Linked DNA regions of Cricetulus griseus: region 1 is linked to region 2. The links are chromatin contacts, called in public Hi-C maps. All regions are on one chromosome and are shown on one strand. The core of a region is the stretch at or near the end of the contact, and the rest is flanking DNA. Distances in the headings are between cores, read along the strand shown. Region 1 overlaps Ccdc85c (coiled-coil domain-containing protein 85C). Region 2 has its middle 10 kb from the start of Ccdc85c.

The links. A called contact is a pair of places that touch in the nucleus more often than the background predicts.
Region 1: a Hi-C map of the CHO-K1 cell line shows a contact between it and region 2, with 5 times the contacts expected there. The contact joins two enhancer-like sites. A contact is called at or near these places in 4 of 8 Hi-C or Micro-C datasets (the CHL-YN cell line, the CHO-K1 cell line, fibroblasts and 1 more).

What each region holds. Positions count from the first base shown.
Region 1 is chr5:186,558,623-186,561,614 of CriGri-PICRH-1.0, reverse strand. All of the region lies in intron 4 of Ccdc85c (coiled-coil domain-containing protein 85C), which reads right to left. Among named protein-coding and RNA genes, the nearest start is that of Ccnk, 31 kb to the left of the region's middle. Within about 2 kb of position 1,409, at least 1 of the 6 cell types and tissues checked has open chromatin away from gene starts, as enhancers often do. A contact at or near this core is called in the CHO-K1 cell line, where this site is marked.
Region 2 is chr5:186,486,637-186,489,509 of CriGri-PICRH-1.0, reverse strand. No RefSeq gene overlaps it. Among named protein-coding and RNA genes, the nearest start is that of Ccdc85c, 10 kb to the left of the region's middle. Within about 2 kb of position 1,514, at least 3 of the 6 cell types and tissues checked have open chromatin away from gene starts, as enhancers often do. A contact at or near this core is called in the CHO-K1 cell line, where this site is marked.

The DNA.
Region 1 (2,992 bases), core at 160-2,659, 72 kb before region 2:
TCATGATACTCAGCAGGCTGAGGAAGGGAGGGCGGGGCTCAACCCTGTCCGAGTCCACAGCCCACCCACCTTTCCAAGTCCTGCTCCTACCCCTTGCCCTTGGCCCTGTCTTCACCACCTCGATGGTGAATCAGCCACTGGCCACATGGTCAAAGGTAAGAGCAGAAGTCAGACCAGGTTGGGTCAGGAGGGGACCTAGCTGAATGTTGGCTAGAAGACCTGACCCAGCCTCCCTCCAGCTTCCCTCACTTCTGCTGGCCATCAGCAAGGTGAGGGCTTCTGCCTTGGGCTACAATTACGGGCCACCATGGGGCAGGAAGAAATCCCAAAGAAGTGCCCCGGGGCAAGTGGGAAGGGGGCACTCTGCAGCCAGAGCCCTAGACGGCTGTACCCTGGCACCTGGGGATCAGCCTGAAGACAGAGCTACTCCATCTGCAAGACATGGACCCTGAAGACTCCTCCCAACAATCACAGAAGCTGAGCCAAGAGGGCTGGTTCCCATCCAGCCCTGGCCATTCTACTAGGCCACCATACAAGCCTAGTAGGGGCCGTATGGCTGTCCTTATGCCCAGAGCCTTCCGTTGACAGCTTGCCCACCAAGCCCATTTCTCTCCGGTCACCCAGCATAGATGATCCCCAGGGCCTCACAGGCTGATCTGCTCCTGTTTGCACCAACCAGCATCAGCATGGGCATGGGAGCTCTGCCCCAAGGGGCTTGGGATCTATAAAAGCCAGGGTTGGGCCTGGTCCCTTTAACTGGCACTTGCTTCATGCCTTAGCCTGCTCTGAGCCTCAGTTTCCTCCCTTGGATAAGAAAAAGAAAGGGTCCTATGTGCCAGAAAGCATGCAAAACCCTGGAGACTGCCCAGTGGGCGTGTGTCTGGAAGTCCAGCCCAGACTGCCTGATTGGTGAGTAGGAAAACCGAATAGGGAAAGGGAATGAGTGGATCGGGGATGTATTAGCTGCAGGGCTGCCACCCAAGACAGCTGGACTAGAGCAGAGGTCGCACTTCCCCCACTGGCCAGCAGAGGGTGCCAGTCACCTCATCCTAGTGAGGGGTGTCTACACCCTTCCCGGTGGGTTCTGCCACCCTGTCCCAGGGAAGGCCCTATATCCCAGTTCACCCTGATGCCACCGGCCGAGTTCCTCATCTGTTTCCAACAGACTGCTCTGGGCCCCTCCAGGAAGCAGTCACCAAAGAAACGCAGGGGGCAGGTGGACAGATTGCTGTGCAGCCCAGCCCTCCTGGCTCAAATCACCCAAGCAGTGGATGTCGGGGAGAGCAGGACCCACCCGGGGCTCTGCAAAGGAAAATGGCCATTGCATTGCTCAACATTTAATGACTGATCAAGAGTGACTGATGCGTTGGGGTTAGCATCACGAGGGCCCTCTGAGGCCTCCCAATCACCAAGCACGTGCACTGGGCAGGTCCATCCCGAGTGACTAAATAAAACCGTCTCACAGATGAGGACAGTGAGCTTGCCGGAGTCAGCTGGTGTACATAAGTCTGAGCCTGGAACTCGGGTCTCTGCCACCCCACAGTTGGGACTGAAAGTGTAGGACAGTTTTTTCCAAGACGACTGTCCAAGCCTGACTGCTCCTACCAGGAACCTGGGATTACAAACCACCTCTCCCCTCGGCTGGCAGCAGGGAGGGGGAGGGGTACACCTACTCGCACACTTTTATCTGGGGACTTTGAATGCTTGACCTTGCTGTCCTGCTGAACCCTGTGCGCCTTAAGGAGACTGGCCCCAGTATGTAGGAGGCAGTGACCTGACAGTGCCACCACTGAGGGTCAGGGTGACCAGCCAGGCCCATAGCCTTCACCTCTGAGCCTTTACTCCATGCCTTCAGTGGCTTCAGTAGCTGCTATGGCTGGCGTCTACAAGGCATTGCACCCCCAAGGCCTGCCTGTCACTTCAGCGACCCCTGCCCTCTGCCCTTTGGCTTCCTATCCTAAACAGGCCATACGATTTGAAGGCCTTCAGTTCACAGCCCCCATGGAACAGAAATACCCACCGGTCCACAACCCCACACTGACCCCTGACCTCTAGGCCCATTTGGACACCAGTATGCCCTTGCCCCTGAGGCCCTGTAATCCCTTACAGCCCCAGAAGGCCCACTTCCTCCTCCCCGAAGCAGTGTGACAGCCCCTCTTGTGGGGTGAGACACAGGATCCCCCTCCCATGGCCTCCACCATGAAGCAATCCAGACCCTTCCTTCAGCCCACTAGCCTTCTGTCAGCACTGTTGGAGCCTGGGGCGTGTCCTGTAGGGGCTGGGCTGTGAGAAGTGGGTTGGCACCTGGCAGGCTGACCCATCACCACAGCCAGCCAGCGCTACACTTCACAGGCACAGCTGACTTGAAAGTCTCTTGTTCATGCCATTCAACGGGCTGTTCTCGATCTTTCTCCACCACGGGAATGGAGGAAAGCCGGAGGCGCCAGGCCCCGGGTGGCATCACTTAGTGCTCCAAGCCCTTCATCACAAAGCAATTAGGCATCATCTGGCCACGGGGCTCCTGGGTAAATATTTGGATTGTCTACAGTCTGTGGGCTTGGCTGCCTGCATAGTGTCAACAGGTGGAGAAGGCACCCAGGCTTCAGAAGAGAAACCGCAGAGGATGGCTGTCAGTGGTAGCACGAGCCCTCTTGTGCCATCGCCGTGACCCAAGACCACAGAGGGGCCAAGGTCAACCTTGCTGGTCATCACGGGGGAAGACAGAGCAGGAGCTGGACCCACACACTGCCTGGGAAGTCCCTCCAGATGCCCACACTGGAAGTGCCCAGCACGTAGGTGGGAAGCATGTGACCAGCCACAGAGACTCACACGGGGATGTTGGGGATGTTCCGGTAAGCCCCAAGCAAGGTGGGGGCCTCACTGTCCCACCAAGCCGGTGAGAATGGCAATTGTAAGGCATCCCACAACCCTCTCTGTAGTCACACAGGGGTGACAGGCATGTCTGCTCACAGAGTGTGACCCAGAAATGGAC
Region 2 (2,873 bases), core at 265-2,764:
TAATAACAAAGCCTAGCTCTGGGCTGAGACATGTTAATAAACGAGGACTAGGGAAACCCTGAATCTGACCCTAAGTCAGGCCCCTCAAGCCACCCTGCTGGAGGCTTCCCCCACTTGGACAGCCAGTCAAATCTGATAAAGTGCTCCCACCACACTATCAGAAGAGCTGGGTAAAGGAAGCTATGCTCAAGCATACCCCCATAGAAACTGTAACAATCCAGCCTTAGAAATGTCCTCCATGCCCAGCAGCAGGAAGTAGAGAAACTAGGACTCAGCTGGGTGTCTGGGGGTCTATGACAGTTCTCCCCCACCATACGTTTGCTCCCATGTTAAAAAATAGGCAAGGGCAGGCAGAGAGTGCAGCTCAGAGCAAGCCTCAGCTGGACTTGGAGAACCAGAGACTCCCTCTCCTGCCCAGGGGAAGGGCTGACATCTGCTGGGGCTTTGGGAAGACACAGTGTGCTCGCAACCCCACAATCCCATCCTGGGAGACTGAGGGAGAGCTGGTGGAGATGGTGGACAGCCAGAAAGGCCACCGTCTCTGGGGAAGCACCGTCCTGGAGTTGCTCCTGCAGTAGAGTGGGCACACTAAGAAGGGACCTGTGGCAGGGAGGCATCTGCTCTCTCAACCAGAGTGCAGAGAGAAGTGCACCCTCAGCCGTGTCTGCAGGTAACCACCCAGCCGATGTCCCCTCTGCTTACCACCCCACCAAGACTCTGAGACCCTAACAGCTTCTGCAGGAACCTGGCCTGTACTGCTTGTGGAGCTTAGTCCAGCTCTACCTCCCTCTACCACACAGCAGCAGCTCACAGAGCTGGTCCCCATCCCTCACTCCCTCACCCCACCTTAGGAACACCCTGGCCACAGAAGATGGTGCTGAAATAGCACACACCTCGCCCAGCTGACTGGGGTGCCCTGGGGGTGGGAGAGAGGGAGACAAGGGCTGGTAGCTGGCGACCCAGCCAGGCACAGTGAGTCTTGACACTAGGTCCAGTTGACAAATGCTGCTAAGACTCAAGGTCTAGATCCGTGATTTAAGCAGAGCTGTCAGATGTGAGGATACACATTAGCAGGGAGTTGAGTGACCAGGTCCCCTATGTGGATCACTGGGTCAGAAATAGGCGTGTTTAGGGCAGGCTTGGCTGAGATGGGCAAGTTCAGGTATCAGGGTGATAAAGTTTTGATTCTCCACACCATGGCTCTGTGTCTCATCCTCATCATAGGCCATAACTCCATAATTGGCAAGCCCCCAAGGTCTTGACTGCTCCCCCCTCCCCCACTGCTGGGCAACAAGGGCATTCTCAAGGCTGGACTTGGTCGAGTGCAGCTCAGCTTTCTGGTTGGGTTGTTCCCCTGGGATAAATTCCCAGAAGTGAGATTCCCCAGTGGAAGGACGGCTGTCTTCCCACTGCTCACTGGAATCCCTCAGAGTCCCCCTGTCCTGGGATGAGGCTCCAGCCTCCAGGAGCAGCAGCTAATCCTGCCCGGCACTTCCGGAGGAAGATGACAGATCTGGCCCTTTCCTGTAAGAGCTAATTAGCGGCCCAGTGAGTCTACGGCTGTCAGAGCGATGAGCGCCCAGGTGACTCAATGTCATTTTTCTGGAGCCCGCCTGGATTGCTCAGCCATCCGGTGATGAATTTTTCTTCATGGAGGTCGCAGAAAGCAGGAAGGCAGTCCTGCAGCTCCCCAGGGAAGCAGGGCTGGCTGTCAGCAGCTTCGGGGAGGGCAGGAAGGAGCTGAAGGCCCAGCGGCAGATAATCCCTCTGTCCTTTTAGACAACAAAGGGCTGCAGTCTCCCCACCCCCACCCCTGCCCCTCTGACCGGCTGGACCAGAATGGCAGGCAGAGGGTTGGGGAGGCCCAGACTTAAAGGGAGTCCTTCCCACCCAACTCCTCACCCTGGCTCAGGATCCCGGCTAGATCCCAGGGCTGAGAAGCACGGTGGGGAAAGAGTGTATGCAGGCCTCTCCCGGAGGCAACCCCTTCTTCCAGTCTCCGGAACCATTTTTGGATGCTCACTACTTAGGGAGGGTTCCCCACAGAGGGAGCACTGGGGGAAGGAAGACAGGGCAGGGAAGGACTCTGGCCTCCAGGTCCCCAAAGGAAGGGGGTGGAGTCTCATTATTCCTGGTCCCTGGACAGCTGCCTGGTTGTGAGACTGATTGGTTCCCTTTACCTGTGAGGAGGAGACAGCAGGGCCTGAGGTAGATGGTCACCCTCCAGGACCATCTACAGAGTGCCATGAGTGTGTGTGCCCCTGAAAGCAGGAACAGGTGAACCCTGAAAGGCTAACGTTTGAACCAGGCCCAGCATGCACTTGATTCTAAAGGCAAACCCAGTGCCTGCCTTTGCAGAGAGGAAGTTTCCTGTTCCTGGGGATGAAGGGCAAAGGCAGGAAGGGCTGGCTGCTGAGGGGCTGCCTGTAGGCACAGTGTCCACTCTCATCTATGGATTAATGTCCCCTTCTATTGGAGGAAAAGGAGACACAGGCTCTCAGAGCTTGCCTGGAGAGCTGAGGATGGCGGACTCCCCTTCCCTGGCCTCCTGAAGTTACACCACTTAACTAAGTGCCTGCTGTGTGCCATGTCCTCACTTCCTGTCCTGCCAACCATTACCTTCTGCCCCAAGCACAGACAGCTTCCATCCTTTTCCTTGCATAGAAGGGGATTTGACCACGGCCCACCCAAAGCTGCTCTTTCATCTGGAGGTGGCCCTCTTTGGTCTGGGGGCCGCTGGAACATCCATACTTGGGTGAAGTGTGGGCTTTATGTGGGCAGAGCCAATGCCGGCAGCCGTGAGCCGCACGGTAGCCTTCTGACTACCTCTCCAAGGAGTCTCAGCCACAATCCCAGTTAATTGGGGCACCCAT